Linked DNA regions of Sus scrofa: all the other regions are linked to region 1. The links are chromatin contacts, called in public Hi-C, HiChIP or PLAC-seq and promoter capture Hi-C maps. All regions are on one chromosome and are shown on one strand. Each heading gives the region's core, a stretch centred on a gene start, on an enhancer-like site or on the middle of the called end of the contact. The rest is flanking DNA. Distances are from core to core; before and after follow the strand shown.

What was found. Promoter capture Hi-C pulls out the DNA fragments that hold promoters and counts their contacts. A called contact is a pair of places that touch in the nucleus more often than the background predicts. HiChIP or PLAC-seq counts read pairs in DNA pulled down with a chosen protein or histone mark.
Region 2: a contact with region 1 is called in an H3K27ac HiChIP or PLAC-seq map of alveolar macrophages. The contact joins the promoter of ANAPC13 here to the promoter of CDV3 in region 1. A contact is called at or near these places in 8 of 47 Hi-C or Micro-C datasets (alveolar macrophages, embryonic fibroblasts, heart right ventricle and 5 more) and 1 of 2 datasets of contacts at active chromatin or transcription factors (alveolar macrophages).
Region 3: a promoter capture Hi-C map of liver shows a contact between it and region 1, with 6 times the contacts expected there. The contact joins the promoter of ACAD11 here to the promoter of CDV3 in region 1. A contact is called at or near these places in 1 of 5 promoter capture datasets (liver), 1 of 47 Hi-C or Micro-C datasets (embryonic fibroblasts) and 1 of 2 datasets of contacts at active chromatin or transcription factors (alveolar macrophages).
Region 4: a contact with region 1 is called in a Hi-C map of liver, with 6 times the contacts expected there. The contact joins the promoter of NPHP3 here to the promoter of CDV3 in region 1. A contact is called at or near these places in 2 of 5 promoter capture datasets (fetal liver and liver), 7 of 47 Hi-C or Micro-C datasets (adipocytes, embryonic fibroblasts, heart right ventricle and 3 more) and 2 of 2 datasets of contacts at active chromatin or transcription factors (alveolar macrophages and skeletal muscle).

The regions. Positions count from the first base shown.
Region 1 is chr13:74,703,643-74,707,817 of Sscrofa11.1, reverse strand. It overlaps CDV3 (protein CDV3 homolog), which reads right to left and starts at 2,467. Exons shown (of 8, transcript XM_021069464.1): 1 at 1,946-2,467; 2 at 1,897-1,943; 3 at 1,749-1,895; 4 at 973-1,049. The coding sequence starts at 2,000.
Region 2 is chr13:75,602,554-75,606,728 of Sscrofa11.1, reverse strand. It overlaps ANAPC13 (anaphase promoting complex subunit 13), which reads left to right and starts at 1,714. Exons shown (of 3, transcript NM_001178070.1): 1 at 1,714-1,737; 2 at 2,442-2,567. The coding sequence starts at 2,469. CEP63 (centrosomal protein of 63 kDa) reads right to left here and starts at 1,105. Exons shown (of 13, transcript XM_021069477.1): 1 at 1,023-1,105.
Region 3 is chr13:73,829,233-73,833,407 of Sscrofa11.1, reverse strand. ACAD11 (acyl-CoA dehydrogenase family member 11) reads left to right here and starts at 1,912. Exons shown (of 21, transcript XM_001924765.5): 1 at 1,912-2,208. The coding sequence starts at 2,060. It overlaps UBA5 (ubiquitin-like modifier-activating enzyme 5), which reads right to left and starts at 1,923. Exons shown (of 12, transcript XM_003132421.6): 1 at 1,109-1,923. The coding sequence starts at 1,269. LOC110256298 (a long non-coding RNA gene) reads right to left here. Exons shown (of 2, transcript XR_002337685.1): 2 at 2,199-2,757.
Region 4 is chr13:73,898,632-73,902,806 of Sscrofa11.1, reverse strand. NPHP3 (nephrocystin-3) reads left to right here and starts at 1,787. Exons shown (of 26, transcript XM_021069461.1): 1 at 1,787-2,250; 2 at 4,133-4,175. The coding sequence starts at 1,855.

The DNA of each region.
Region 1 (4,175 bases), core at 1,218-3,717:
TCAACAAATGTCAAATATTAGCCTTGGTTTTTAAGTAAGTTTTTAAACATTGTAATATTACCATCTAGAGTGATCAGAAGACAGGGTTCAGCTAAGGAAAATTACTTCCTCCACTGTGCTGGAAAGGCTGTGCATTTGGATCACTGATTTCTTAAAGCTGGGAATAATAAAGTGTGTTTTTAATCGCAACCAATGAAACCATATATTCACCTGCTTTTTCCTACAAGACCCTAAAAACATGACATTTATTTACATGAATCTCAAGTTCATATGACTACTGCAGACTAGACCTGATAAAAAAATGTCAATTTCAAATCCTCTAAACCAACCAACCCAACTTTCAGAAATTAGTTTCCTTGAACTTTAAAAACATGCAGACTATGATGCCATTCCTATAAAAATTGGGGAAAATTAATCCATAGTGTGAGGATAATGGTTCTTTCGGGGCAAAAACAGTGACTACAAAGGGTTAGGAGGGGGGCTTTCTTCCAGTTAAGCTCAGTTGCTTGACCTCAGTGCCGATTACACAAATTGGTTTCACAGTATGAATGCGTAAAATCTGTATTTCCCTCAATTACAAACACACACATACATATGTACTGCTTTATGTATCTACTGCTTGTCAGAGGACCTAAAAACCACCAATATCATTTTTGAAACAAAAGAAAAACTAAGTTCCCACCCACCAATATTAAAGGTAAAAATTTTGAAACCACGAAATCCATTTTAGCTGTCTCAAATAAAAAGACCTAACCAAGATTCGAAGTAGGCAAGCTCTCACAGGATTCTGGGGCTGGCAGCTAATTTGATCAGTATATAGAAGGGCTGCCATCAGCAAGGAGTAGTAACTGACACATTCCATTAGCATATTTAAGGCACAAAATTACTGTGATGCAGTCTGGGGGCCAAAAGCCCCAAACACACAGTATCTCTCCTGTGGGTTAACTAAACACATCTGTACCCAGACCATACCTTATTTGCATTGCTTGAACTCTTAGGCCACTGTAATCAACCTCTTTTTGCTCAAAATCTTTCCACTCATCTTCCTCCTGTAAAAGAGGCATCATTTCATCAATCAAAGCTATTTGTAATGAGACAACTATCAGACTATGAAAAAGGGATTAAGTGGCTGGAGCCTAGGGTAAAGTGTGTACTCATTTTCTGGCCAAAGCCTTTGCTCAATCCAGGCTGGAGGACAAACGTGACTAAACTTTGTTACTTCCGCTGGGTCACTTTAAAAGGCACCAAAAAACCCCGAATGAAGTCAATAGTATTCCCACAACTAAACGCCTAGCTCAATCTTGCCATGAGACTTGCTTTCACGGGCTTCAGACCAAGTCGTGTCAATTCAAGCCGCCCCAAACGTGATGCTTAGAAAATTCGGCTCAGACTCCTGGGCTGAAGTCAGAGGCTAAATTACTGAGAGTCTACGTCACTCGATAGATGCACTTCCGACCCGGGTCGATTCCCCGGGAGGGTGCCACCGCCTGACTGCGTCCTGGCCTGAGCCAGGCGACCCAGGTCAGGAGCAGGGTGGCGGGGGTCCCGCGGGGAGCGCGAGACCGCCGGCAGTGGGAAGCCCGCGTCACGCGGCAGCTTCCTGAGCCCGACGGCCAGCCGGCCTGCCGGCCTGCCGGCCCCGGTGGCCCCTCCCCGACGCTCCCCCAGGCAGGCCGGCAGGCGGGGGCGGGCACATGGGCGCAAGCGCGCGGCCCGGGCCCCGACTCCCGGCCTCCCTGGCCCCTCACCTTTGTCAAAGCCTTGGTTGCGGGCCCGGGGCCCGCGGCCGCGGTGGTCCCGCCGTCGCCCGGCCGGGCCCCCGCGCCTGCCCCACCGCCCGCCGCGCTCGCGGCTCCGCTGCTCCCGCGGCGGCTCCCGCCGCGCCGCTGCTCCCGCGGCGACGCCCGCGGCGCTTGCCGCCCGGTTGCTCCGCTCTTTCTTTTCTTCTTGTCCCTCTTGGCGAAGAAGTTGTCCAAGCTCCGTTCTTCTGTCTCAGCCATGGCCGCTGCCTCCTCGGCCCGGATGGGTGGGGCCGGTGGCGGGCGCGGCCCGCGGGGCTCCGATCTCGGGGTCGAGGCCGGCTCGGCGCTCACGCTCCCGGGCGCGGCGACGCCTCAGCCCCGTGGGGTCGCCAAGGCGTGTGAGGTGGGGCAGATGGCTTCCCCTGTGTGCTGGCGAACGATGGTACGGCCCGCCTAAAGGCTCGCGTGCCGCTGAGGCCGCCCGAGCCCGTCCGGCTGCGGCTGCTACCAACACCGAGGCGTAGGATCCCGCCCGCTCCGCAGACGGAGAGGGAAAGGAACGCGCGGGCCGGAGGCTCTGGCGAGAGTGCTTGGCTAGCGGCGGCGCGTGCAGGAGGACGACGCGCGCACGCAGGCCCGGAGAGGAGGGGAAAGGGGGTGGGGAGGGGTGGGAAGGGGAGGAGGGAGGGCGGGCCACCAGAAGAGAGAGGCAGCGCCCGCGCCTGCGTACTTAGCTCCGCCCGCTACTGTGAGAGCGTAGAGGGGAGGGCGGTGGGAGGAGACGGAGGTGGGGCTGGCAAGGTAGCCAATCAGATGCCAGGATGAAGCGCTTAGGAGACAATCCCTGTTTCAGATGGGGCGGGGCCGTGGCTTGGGGGCGGGGAGAGGGTTTATGCTAAATAAGTGTCGTCATGATGACCCTTGTCTCTCGATTGGCCAAGGGTTTAGCCTTGAGGGCGGGCTTTTGGAGGGCTCATTGGTGACTTGGCTAAACAGGTCGGGTTGAAGGGGCGGGTAGGTCCGTCAGGGCGCATGCGTAGAGTACACGTGTGTCTGCTCGTCCAGTGCTAACTATGGCCTTGTAGTCTTTTGAACGTTATCGAAACGGAAAAGCACTGTGTTAAGCTAGCTATGTTAAAAACGGTACCATCCGTTCTGCTGCTCTCTGTACTTTCACCCTTTCTGGTCTGGCAACTACTCATCTTCATCATACACGATGATTATTACGAAAGTGAGGAGCCCGAGCTTGAAGTTTAGTTCTCATTTCCTAAATGATCTTGGTAAGCCGGTAGGTAGATAAAAGAGAATTGATTTTATCTGAACTCCACCCTCTCCTGGATATGGCTACTAAGATCAAGCTAAATAAATCTGAGCTTTGAGTTCTAGATCTGTAAAACAGAGAAGTTAGCTCCTGCAAGATATGTGGGGAAAGAGTAACTGTTAGCTGCCCAGTGTAGTGCTTAAAACACAATGGATGTAATAAATGATTTTTTTTAATACATTTAAATAGTACCTCCTGCCCTGGCTTGAGTCTAGATGATGACTGTAATCTATCATTAGCTTTTATCCCTGATAAGAGGAGGGAAATGGAACATAGAGATGGGGACCAAATGTGCTCATGCTATACCTAGCTGTACCATTTAAATACTTTCTGGGCCTTGAGAATGAAATGAATCCTCGCATATGAAAAAAGGGTCTAATGTAAGGTTATTAAACGTTCCACTTCCTCCTTCTAAAGACAGAGTAGAGAACTGTCACAACCACTGAGGAAATGACTCAGACGTATGTTAGTAGCCTTGTGGGGTAGATAGAGCACAGCCAGTAAATGGAACTACTTCTTGATCTTTTCCTTTATAGCTTTTCTGTTAAAATTTGTCACTCCCCCCCCCCCCAACACTACTATTAAAGCACTAAGTCCAGAATATGTCAAAGAAGCAAATCAAAGACCTGGCCTTGGCCAACAGCAAGCTTACATATTATTCCCCAGATATAAACTGCCCTCAACCACTCAGGATGAGTCTCTAGTTTACTTCCTTCTGTGACACCACTTTTCTTGTGATGCAGGCCAAGTTCAGCATTGCCCCTACCCCCATCTTCCTTAATATCTCTGATCAAATATTTTTCTTCCTTTCTCTCCCTCCCTTCCCTTTTTCCCTTCCTTCCTCTTGTTCTTTCATCTGTGAAAGACCTATTAGCTATTATTTAAGGCAATGTGCTTTATTCAAGGCATAATTTGTTGTTCCTACTTCAACTCCCTTATAATCCAGAAGAAAAAAAAATCTTAATATGAATAATAAGTTCAGTCCTCCCTTTCCTATGTCCCCATCAATGTATCAGTGTCTTGAAGGAATTAATGATGGGAAAAAGCAGAGAAGGAACAGCAGTTGAGGGTTAACACAGCAAAATTTCCTTTCAGTGCTCCCCAACCTTGAT
Region 2 (4,175 bases), core at 465-2,964, 900 kb before region 1:
CTTAAAGACTGGTTTAAGGAACTGTCTGTAAGGCTCAAGGAAAACTACTTTGTGCAAAGAAATGTACTGTAATTGCAAAGGAAGAGTAGTCGCTGACAGCGGACTCATCTTTACTGTTTCAAGAAGCATAAGAAAAACCTCATTATAAGCCTAGATTTACCGCCTTAAAGTATCTTGATGATTAAAGTGTTCTAAGGACCTATACCTTTTATTTCCTCAATTTATCATTTATTTCCCATCCCTGATTTGTATGGATCCCTAAGTCCAGGGTTCCCCAATTGAGTCCTTCATGTTTTCTGCCACATTTCTGTACCTCCAATACGTTTTTAACCAACTCACTTTTTAAAACTTGCTAAACTTCCCACCCGTGAATGAACCGCTATCACCTGCCATCAATGACCTAAGTCGCAACAATGCTAAGAAGCTAACCAGATGAGGCAGCCCAGGCGAGAGGGCCTTGCCGAGGATCCCTCCCCTGAAGTGGAAGAGTGGCCCGCGGCTAACTCCGCTCCGGGAAGACGAGCAGCTCGCCCACCCCGCCGCCCTCCCGCCGGCCCGGTCTCTAGGTAAGAGCTGACCACCTGGCTGGCCGGGACCGCACGCCGAGGGAGGCCATATCCGGCTTCGCGGGTCAGCCGGGCGTCAGCGAAAAGGCCGGGGGGCGGGGCGCCGGGGCGGAGCCGGGCCGGCGGGGGCGGGCCTGGAGGCCAGCGGGCGGCTGAGGAAGCAGGCCCCAGGCCATTCGGCCGCTCGGCCCGCGGCCCCACCGCAGCCAGGGCTACCTCCAGGCCCAGAGACGGCCGCCCCTCGCCCGTCCGACGTTCGCAATGCGGTTAAGGGCTGCCGCGAGCGCTCCCCGAGCCTTCCCGCCGTTACCTACGGCTGGGGGTGCGCACGCGCGGCACCGCCAACCTGACGTCCAGCCACAGCAGTCAGCACGTTCGTTTTGCCCACTGCTCCTTCACTTTTAATTAAAACAATGTCCTCCCTAACTCCCCCTGTGCTCCGGCAAATGGGCTCACCCACATCCGGGGATCGGAAAGTGAAGGACGTCTGGGTCACGTGATGCTGAGGGCGCGGTCGGCGGGGGTGTGTGACACGCTGGGTTTGGGGCTGGTAAAAGGGTTTGCGCGCACGTAATGTAGGGTCTGGAGATACGGGAGCGCGTTCGGACTCCTGCCGTTTCTCTTGGCTTAGGTCGTTGTTTTCACATCATCCTCTCCCTCCTAACCACTTCTCTTACCACACGTTGGGCGGGGAGGAGGGGAACTTGCTTGGCTGTCCGGACCCCCCCCCCTCGCTTCCGCATTTGGTATATCCCGCCTCGGGCCGGAAGCCGTGGCTGTGGGGCGGCCTCCCAGGCCTGTATGGACGGTGGTGGCCCGAGAGGGTCATTTCTAGCGAGGGAAAAGGCGTCCCAGTTTTGCTCATGTAACTGCATGTTTCACAGAGCTCTAAAGCAGAGATGAATAAAACTGCCCTCCCCCCGGGAAACGCAGGCGTCTCGTGTCTGGAAAGACCGTGTGACAGGCAATATACCAAGATCCTGATGGGGATCATTCTCTGTGCCCAGAGAACTATGGGACCCGCGGAGGGGCGGGGACTGCGCTCTTCTGGCTCTTAGAGAACGACTCCTGCAGAAGACGACCTGGGAGCTAAATTTTTTGGACAGTTTGGGGTTAGCTGGGGAAAAAAGGAAGAAGACAGAGCATTCCAGGCATTGGGACAGTCGTATGTGTAAGAAAACTTTGTTCAGGAAAGTGGTAATGCTTCATTCTGTTGAGTGAGGCAAGTGTTTGAGACGTAGTCATTTCCTGGTCATTGCCCCTCTTTGCCCGTCTTGTGCTTTCCTTTTTTCCAGCCCCTGAAGAGAGAAGGCACCTTAGCGCCTAACTCTGGAAATGGCATGTTGGTTCTGATGAGCTGACGCCAGCTTTGAGTTTGGAAGGAAAAATGGGTGTGTTAGTGATGGGGTAAAGAACTTTGAGTGCAAAGGCTGGAAAGGATAACAGAGTTAGAGGTGTTCGGAAGAGGGACAGGTGAAAAAAGATTGAGGCCAAATTGAGGAAAGATGTGCTGAGTCACTGACAAAAAATTTTACTACACACAGCAATTGGAAGCAGTAATACCTGAGCAGTTGGTCACAAAGTCGACCTGACTTGGTTAGTAGATCATAAGGACAAAAGGTAGATCAAGGGCAGGATGTGGGCTGAAGCTGGAGTGATCTGAGAAACCCTTACAGAAAGGTGGGATCTGTGTGTGACTGGGAAAATCAGCTGGAAGGGACTGTGATCTTGTAAATAACCTGACCCGGATGAGATGAGTCTTTCCCAAAGTGATATCATGCCAAAAGACACATCCAGGCTAAAAAGCTTGGAGAACCCCTAGTGCTAGATTACATCATCTCCTCATGCTTAAGAAATAACCTCTTTGGCTTTCAGATCTGGCAAGAGCAAAGCTGCAGGAAAATGGACAGTGAGGTACAGAGAGATGGAAGGATCTTGGATTTGATTGACGATGCTTGGCGAGAGGACAAGCTGCCTTATGAAGATGTTGCAATACCACTGGTAGGCCCCTGCTTATTCTGAGGTGATGGGTTAAAGGTCTGATATAGTAGAAGTAGGATATCAATGGGCACATAAACTAGTAAAGCAAAGAAATCAGTGCTGTAGAGTCCTCTAACTCTAGAATCCTCTGAAGAACAATTATCTTGTTTTTTTTTTATTTGAAGAGAAATGTGTTTCAGAGAACTGATGTGACCAGCTCAGTTAGGGGTCATGCCAGAACTAGAGCCCAGGTCTTCTGAGCCATGTTCTGTCTGCCACACCACAGGTGGGTTTATCAGTTGACATTTTTAGACACTCACATTTTTGAAACACACACCTATCCTAGGTTCCCTGGAAAATACTCAGAAGACACCTGGCTTTTCTTTTTTTTGCATTTAGACCATCGAGCTCTCTTGTTTCCTGATCTTTGGAAAATTCTGCAAGGAGTTTGTTAAATCTCGTGTTATAAGTTATCTAAACTTTTTTTTTTTTTTTGAATGAGGGCTTATTAAAATTTGTATTTATGTTACCAAGGCCTAACAAGGAGAACAGGGAGTTTTCCTTTAGAGCCTACCAACTTTCCTAGGAAGAGCTGGTAATAGAAGACAGCTTGCAGGCGGACTGCTGCTGCCATTGACATTTCATTTAAGAATAAGTGATAACAGAGTTCCCTGGTGGCCTAGCAGGTGAAGGATCCATCATTGCTGTGGCTCTGGTCATTACTATGGCATGAGTTCAGTCCCTAGTCCAGGAACTTATGCATGCTTAAGGCATGGCAAAAGGGGGGGGCGGGTAATATGTTCAATGAATAATACACATAACACATAACTTAGTTCAAGTTTAGAAAAATAGTCAAAAGCGCATACAAGAACTATAGCTCCACTTATCAAATACCTGTTTTGTGCCATGGACCAAGATCGAAGTCTGACGTATATTATCCCTGATGCTTAAACTTCGGGGTGGTGGTGTTACCCTCAATGTACAGGAAGGATATAGGATCAAAGAGAGGAATTTGCCCAAAGGCTGGTAGCTGATAGGTTGGACTTGACATCTAAGTCTCTGAGACTCCAGATCCTGTTCTGTGGACTTTTTTGGTATCTTCATTCCACAAGCAACTCTTTGAAGCCTACTGTGTGCCGTAAGACTGGGTAAACATAAGTATAGTTTCTGCCCCTCAGGGCCTAGAGATGCAACATAATAAGTAATTTTAATAGTAGGTGCTCTTAGTGGGGGGTGATAAACAGCTACAGCCAGGCAGTAGACATCAGGAAGGGCCTCAGCGAAAAAAAATCACATTTAAGCTGGTCACGAGGAAGGACCAGAGGTTTAGTGGGTAAACAAGGGCCCTCCAGTAAAGGGGACAAATGTGCAAAGGCTTAGAGTTTTGAAAGGCTTTGGGAGATGGTGAAACCTCCGTGTGGATGGAGGGTATACTCGTCATCAAATGTGGTAAGAAAAGTTGGTGTTGGACCCAATTCTGAGAGGAGCATTGGATGCCATGCTTAGCCCTCATCTTAAGGATATGCAGGAGTGAGTGGTCTTCAAAGTGGAAATCTGCCTTCTCACTCACATAGATTAGAAGATCAGCTTAGCATTGTTAAAGAATGTCTGTTGTGGAGAAAGGGTTCA
Region 3 (4,175 bases), core at 663-3,162, 870 kb after region 1:
AAAAATACATGCACCCTAAGACTTCAACTGAGGATTTATGTAATAAAACTTTTTGTTAAAACCCAAACCCTCCTGCTCTTTGAAGGGGAAGAGCAACAATAATCTTTCCTGTTTCACCAACTTTAAAACTATTCAGTTTTTAGTCACACTATTTACAGTTCCACATGGACTTTGGAGTAAAACAAACGATGCCAGTCCAGGCCTTTTTAGCTACACTGTTAGCACTATGGTCTAAGGCAGGTCACAGCAGCTAAGCCTCAACTTTCTCCCCTATAAAATGAGGGTCAAATATAGTAGCCACCATCTAGGGTTGTGATAAGGAGAAAAAGGTGACAATGCATGCAAAGTGTTAAGCAGGTAGTGAAAGCTCAGTAACTGTTACCATATTCACTAGCAATAAGGTCTTGTACAGGGCTTAGTATGTACAAACACTATTCTAGAACTTTACATATACTTACATTTTCAATCTTCACAGCTGGACAGAGATACTAAAAGTGAGAAACTGAAGCAGATAGGTTCAGAACGCTCTTCAGGTTACTCAGGTGCTAAGATTTGAATTCAATCAGTTTGGCTCTAGAGTCCTTACCCTCAACCACTAAGCTACATTCAGCCTGCTGAATTCACAAACCTTAGGAAACGAAGAAAGAGAGCGGACAACACAGGTGAAGGCCAACGGTTTTAGAGCTAATCCAGCCCTCTCCTACACCCGTAATTTAAGAAACACTGAGAGGGCTCGATGAAGCTCGAAGCGTGTGCTCATTGGGTTTTACATTTGGTGTCACCTTCTAAAAGTTATTACTATCAATTTTAGGCAGAGCAAGTAAGACTAATAGAGGCAGGGGCAGAAGGAAAGCTGATACGTGTCCTCAGCAGACACAGGAGAAGCACCATATGGCTGATTCAGCTGGGTAGTTTTAAAAGAGAAAAAAACATTTTTTTCACCAGTACAGAGACCTGGCTTCGCCCGCTTGAGGACGGGGCCTCAGAACAAGAAAAGAGAGGTGGTACGAGGATGTGGGAGCTGGAGAGCAGCGGCGGGCACCTCACTCCTGACCACCTGGAGACCGTGACCTCGCCCACACCCCCTCCGCCCCGCCACTTAGGTCACCTGTAGGGGTTGGAGTCCACCACCTCCGGGCTCATCTTCTCGATGCGGGTCCGACCGCCTTTTCCGTCGCGGTCCCCCACGACCTGGCGACTTCTCTCCTGGGCCAGTTCCCGTTCCAGTTCCTGGATCCGCTGCTGCAGCCGCTCCACAGACTCGGCCATGGCTGGGACCCCGGCCGCCAGCCCTCCCAGCCCCGGCCGTCGCCGTCGCCGCCGCCCCACACTGTTGGCTGCTGGGCGGGCAAGAGGTATGTGCGGAGGTACCTTGCGGCGGCCTTGCTAGCCCACAACCCCGGAAAAGGGCTCCCTTCACCTCTCTAACTTACACGTCTCCACCGGCCCCGCTGGCCTCGCACGGGGTCCGCTTCCTGTGTGTTGCAGTCATCGTTCCCCCTCAAAAAATAAAAATAAATAAAAACGCAGTCACTTTCAGCTTCCTTCTTCGCCCGGGCCTAAAAGACCGACCTGCAGCAGGGCCTGGGTCATAAACATCCAGAGCCAGTATCCTGCGACGTTGCGTTTCCAACCGGGCAGCTAGGAGAAACCTCAGAATCTTTTATTCCCGAGCTCGACGTCCTGACGGACCTTTTTCTGCGCCGAACCTTTTAGGTTTTCCGCTTGCTGGTGCTTTAAATTCGGAGGTGGACGCGGCCTCGGAGTTCTTATTTGGCCGGAGTGACTAATGTGGTTTTGCTTTATTTAGAATTGAGGCCTCTAATTCTGAGGCTAGGTGAAAAATTTTAATCTGAACACACACCAAGGCCCTCCTGGCGCTTCGCGACTAGAACCCTTAACCTAGCCAGTCCGCCTAGCCTCGGCTCCGGGAGGGAAATTGTGATTGGCTGGAACCGCAGGCCCCCCTCCTCCCGGGCGTCCCGAGCTGTGGAGTGTCCCCGAGCCCCGAAGAGTTGCGGTTTCTGTGAGTCTGTGGTCATTGGATGCAGCAGCGATCATGAAGGCCGATGCCTCCCACGGTCCCGAGATGGGGGAAGTGCTGCCCCAGCACAAGTTGGACTGCAGGTCCCTGGAAGCCTACCTATACCAGCACTTGCCTGACTTTGGGGCTGAGCCTGAGGCCAAGCTGACTGTTGCCCAGTACAGGTATCGACGCCAGCCATTTCCAGCAGAAAAAAATCTGTGCCTTATACTTTTTTCCCTTTGGCTTTGGGTAGGTTCTCAGTTTACCCCATCTTGTTTATTTTTCCTCAGTGACGCAGTTTGCAGGCGGGAGCTGCCCTCACCAGTCTCCTGCATTACATTCTGGGTATTTCTAATTCAAGAGCAATAATAGAAGCACAGTAACATTCACGATTCCAATTATGAGAAGGAATCTTTGTTAACAATTACGTACTTAGAGGATTCAGTGAGGCACTTTAAGGTTGGAGGTTCTGCAGGATTTAGAGAGGCTTTCCCTCAACTTTTGTTCTATAACTTTTTTTTTTTTTGAGAAGCAGATGTCATTCCGTTCACTTTGGCCATATTCTTGCAGAGTGAGTTAATGATATCGGTTGGGACATCCGAATTCTAATCCAGATCTTCCATTTAGCAAATCGCAGCACCATTTTGGGCTTTAATTCTTTCTGAAGTAGGGGAATGGAACTGGACGACCATCCTGAGAGTACTGTTCTCCACTTTGAACTTGCTTCTAGTCTGATGTATAGTAGAAAATAATTTTAAAAGACTTAATTCTAAAAATAGTATTTTGATAAACGCAGAGCTATAGAAGCAGTCCTCTCTTGCCAAAAATTAGATGTGCCACTTACAGACTGGGAAATTTAAATGCTGTGTTACATGAACTCTCTGAGAACTTGTTTCATAATCTGTAACAAATACTTGCCTGTTCTGAGTAATCCTGATAATGAAATGATGTGAAAAGATTTAACATTGTAAGAGCACCATATACCAGTGGCATTTATCACTGGCATTTATATTCCTTGACTACTGGTTTCAGGTAAATTAAAAATAGTGGGAAGGAAAATGGATAAGAGAAAGTTTGGAGTATAGAATTAAAAGGCACCATGTCACAATAGATATTGTAGGACGAAAGAGAAATTGGAATAAAAAATGGCTTAAGTTTCTAGCCTAGAAGGCTTGTGTTGTAAACTAACAGATCAAAGTTCAAATTTGCTCTGAGAATCTGGACAAGTTATTTAACTTCTTTGGCAAAATGGAGATAGTAATCATTAGAGTTGTTGGAGGATTATCTTACTGAGAGTTACTTAATTCTGAATTAAATTTAATGTTTTTTTATAATGATTTTTATTTTTTCCATTATAGCTGTTTTACAGTGTTGTGTCAATTTTCTACTGTACAGCAAGGTGACCCAGTCACACATACATGTATACATTCTTTTTTCTCACATTATGCTCCATCATAAATAGCTAGATATAGTTCCCAGTGCTATACTGAATGTTAAAGCAGAATTGAGCTTGATAAATGAAATTAGTTGCAGCTTAAATAGTATATATGCATTGAACTATCCCCACAGAAAATACACATTTATTTCCAAGGCATATGAAAAAGTTTTTGAAAACTGAAGACATGTTAGGCCACAAAGGAAGTTTCAAAAATTCTAAAGTGTCATTCTGAAAAAATTTCAGAATATAAATGCCAAAGTTCAGAAATCAATAGAAGACAGCTAATAAATATATGTGTAGAAATTAATTGATAACGATAAAAGACCCAATAATCCACAGAAAATAATGGAGTTTATCAAAGTTCAGTATACCAAAATAAATTGCATTTCTGAACTTTAGCAATAAAAATATAAAGATATAAATTTCAGAAAGATAATAAGAGCATCAGAATTACAAATTTCCCCAAATATTATTCTAATAAAGTATGTGCAAGACCTCTGTAGAGGAAACTATAAAACTGTATTAGGACTTTAAAAAGAACTAAATAAATTGAGCGATGCCATGTTCATGAATAGTAGAATTCAGAATTGTATATTTCCCTTTTCCTCGCCAATCTATAGATTCAGTGCAATGTCTTAATTTTTTCCCCTAATTCAAAAAATTGCTTCTAACTTTTACATATAGGAGCAAAGGGCTAAGAATAAGCAAAAA
Region 4 (4,175 bases), core at 538-3,037, 800 kb after region 1:
TTGAATTCAAAAGGACCCTATGCTTGGCTGAATGCCATCTGGAAATCCTTTATAATTTCTGAAGAAAGGTCACCACATTTTCATTTTGCACTGGTCCCACAAATTATGTAGCCTGTCATCATAAACCTCACCTTTCAGGGGGAGGGATAAATTAGGAGTTTGGGATTAACATTTATACACTACTATATATAAAATAGATAATCAACAAGGACCTATTGTGTAGCACACCAAAATATACTCGATATTCTATGAGAAAATAATCTGAAAAGGAATGGATATATGTATATATATAACCGATTCACTTTGCTGTACATCTGAAACTAACACAACATTGTAAATCAATTATACTACAATAAAAAATAAAAATTTAAAAACTCACCTTTCAGAAGTTTTCATTGTGGTTCAGTGGAAACGAACCCAACTAGTATCCATGAGGATGTGGGTTCAATCCCTGGCCTTGCTCATTGGGTTAAGGATCTGGCGCTGCCATGAGCTGTGATGTAGGTCACAGACTCAGCTTGGATCTGAATTGCCATGGCTGTAGTGTAGGTCAGCAGCTGCAGCTCCAATTCGACTCTTAACCAGGGAACTTCCATGTGCTACAGGTGTGGCCCTAAAAAAGAAAAAAAACTCACCTTTCAATAGATAAAGTATTTTTAAATGTGTAGCCATCTTTAATCACCATAAGCTGCCTGCCAGAGACTTTATTCCTCACTGTAGTTCTTTATTCAAAATTATCCTTTCAAAATGCAGACTGAGGTCTGTGGGCTAAGTTCAGCACAAAGAAGGGAAAAACTTGTAAGGTTGGAAACTGGAATAAATTTTGTGATAAGTTTAGGATTAAAAAATATGTTGGAAACCAATTACACTATTATACAAGTATCTGCTAGCATTCTGTAACTGGTCATCTCTGGGCTCACTCACTCAGGCCTTAATCAACAGTTATCCAAGGTCAGTATGCATGCTGAGTTTATACATATTGTCCTTGATGAGAAAGACAGTCAGTAATCACTATATAGGGGAAAGTCTCCATGACCTCAGCAAATCTGGATTTGTGTTTGGGGGCATCTGCAAAACTATGCAAAGGTTATTAAGGAAGGCAGTAGCAGACAACTCATGCTTTTTGAAAACTGGGGCCACATCTGACATCTTTTTTACTTGGTGAGATGCTCCATAGTTCTTCTGAAGTGCGATCTCCAGTGCTCCTTGTTGCAAACCTTCACCTTGTCTAAGGATTATCCTTGGTGATAGCAGGCTGTTAAGCCAAAAAGCATTGTTTTGGCTGGTGCCTTGTCTCTCTGATCATTCCAACTACATGCATACGGAGAGACGCACAGTGAGAGGCACATAGCAGGTGCTCAATACACATCTCAGATTTCCCTACCGCCTCTGGAGAGGGGTGCTCAGGCAGGGACAGCGGTAGGACAGAAACAGCAGCGTCGGAGGTGGAGCAACTGCGGACCCAGGCCAGTGCTCATGGAAGGCACATGACGGTGGGGAAGCTTCTGGCCAGGTTAGAGGCAACGCGCGCCTCTACGTTTGCCCGCCCGTAGGCCGTGAAGTAGCGCCACAGCTGTCCGCCCAGACCCCGCGGCTCTCCTCCCTCAGCCCAGTCAGTGCCCCGCCCCGCCCAGTCCTGATGCCCTGCCAAATCCAATCGACTGCTACGCCCCGCTCAGCCACCCTGCCCCACCCACTACTGCCCCGCTGCCCCGCCCCGCCCCTCTCTTCAGCCACTGCCACGCCTCCTCGAGCTGCTCGCCCCGCCCCTTCCTGCTGCCTCGCCCCTCCCCGCTCGCCCGGTCCCGCCTTCTCCTGGTGCATGTTGGCAGGTTAGCTGCGGCTGCCGGCGTCATGGGGACTGCTTCGTCGCTCGTGAGCCCCGCGGGAGGGGAGGTGATTGAGGACACGTATGGGGCGGGCGGCGGGGAGGCCTGCGAGATCCCGGTGGAGGTGAAGCCCAAAGCCCGCCTGTTGCGCAACTCGTTCCGCCGGGGCGCGGGTGCGGCTGCGGCCGGAGCCGGGCCGGGATCTCTGCCCCGCGGGGCGGGCGGCGGCGGGCTGCTGGGGGCCAGCTTCAAGTCCACTGGCTCGTCAGTGCCGGAGCTGGAGTACGCGGCGGCCGAGTACGAGCGGCTGAAGAAGGAGTACGAGATCTTCCGGGTCAGCAAGAACCAGGAGTTGCTATCCATGGGTCGTCGCGAGGCCAAGCTGGACACCGAGAACAAGCGGCTGCGGGCCGAGCTGCAGGTAACGCCCGGCCCAGGCACACACTGGGGATGGCCGCAACACCCGGGAAACTGAGGCCCCGGGCGGCCTGCCCATGGCCCTGCAGCCGCTTGGCCGCGCTGCCAGCTGGATCCAGGACGCTTACACTCCGTCCCTCATCCATCCTGTCTCATCTCCAAACTGAAGAGTTGAGAAAATTGAGCAGAAGCTGCTCTACATTTTGATTGGAGGGGACATAATTGCCTTGGGATCTAAACCCAAGGGTTAGTTATTGCCTTAACTAACCCTCCTCCTTTTCCTATTTCTGGTCCATTTATTCAGACACCTTGAAGCGATTAGCCTGAAAGTGTCCTGAAGCAACAAAATGCCAGTCTCCAGGAAAGTAGGTCCACAAGGAGCACACGCATTCACAAAAGACTGGTGACATCTCTTGAGGCAACTCATCAAACCCTTATTTGGAGTTTTTAACACCACCACCCCCAGCCAATTTTACATTCTTCCAAGATGGGGCTTAGCTCTTGGATTTTAATGATCTTGAAGTGAATTTTTCTGGATGCCCCTGATTTTCACCCATCTTAAATGGTTATAGTTGAAAGTGTTCCCTAGGGTAGTCAGATCTCCTTAATCCATTTGATTAATTTACTCAAAAAACAATTATTGCATACCCTCCCTGTAATAGATCTGTTCAGACTGATTTAAGATAGTATGTAAAGCAAAGGTTATTTTTCTCAAGGCCTCTGAGAGTTGTAGTTTGTTTACTCTCCTTTGCTGTGGTAGACTTTGGACAGCCCAAGTTTTCCTGAGCCCATTTACAGTAGGAAGAGACTAAATACCTCAGACTGATTTTTCTAAAAGGGAAGCTTTCTTCCTTCTAAACTAGGCATTCTAGTCAAACCCCACCCTATCTCACCCACCATTAGCTGTTGTATAATTAGCATTGTTATTATCTAGGAAAACATAAGCAGTTTTATCTGTTGTCTTACCAATTTTCCTATGGGGTAGTCTTAATGCACTTGCAGGTGTAAAATGGATTTATGAATTTCAGGGTTTTTTTGGTGGGGGTGTGGCACGGACTATGCCCTTCACGTGTGAAAGTTGCCAGGCCAGGGATCAAATCTGCGCCACAGCAGCAACCCAAGCCTCTGCAGTGATAACGCCAGATCCTTAATCTGCTGCGCCACAAGAGAACTCCATGCATTTCAGATTTGATTTCAAGTCATTGTCTTGGGTTCACTGAATATTGCAAAGGACTGTGTTGATAGAAGAGAAACCTGGACCAACCAGGGCAGGGTGCATTAAGCATTGACAAATATCACAGTCCCAGGTTATTCCTGTTACCAATCCCGATTCCTTATGTAGCCCTTTTGGTTTCTCATGTATCTAGGCAAAGAAACTCTTCTGTATTTATTTATTTTATCCATTTGGTCAGACATTTACTTGAGGCCTGCAGTGTTTCAGGCACTGTGAGGGCTTGTGCTGAACTTCGTGTGGACACTCTAATTTAAGTTCGGCATCAATTGGGGATAATGAGAGGAGGAAGAGAGGGAGCCAGTGAGTGTGTAGAAGTCATTATCCTTCTGGTTAAGCCTTATGAATTGTACTTTTCGTTTTCTTAAAGATGGGAAAACAGGTGTAGTGAAGAGTAAGAACTAGTACAATATTTCAAAGAAAAATATTAGTTTCCATTGAAAACTTAATGTTGAAGTATCTTCATTTTCTATAGGTTAAGCATATTTGCATTTTTATTGTGTTTGGATAAAATGGCAATATGCAGTTCTTAATAACTAGTGTAAAAATAAAGTAGATTGTTGAAATTCTGAGATATGTGATATGTATATAAGATAATGTAAAATTGGGGAGGCATACTATTTTTGTTAGGAATAACAAGGTAAATTTTTCCCAGGCACTTCAGAAAACTTACCAGAAGATACTTCGGGAAAAGGAAA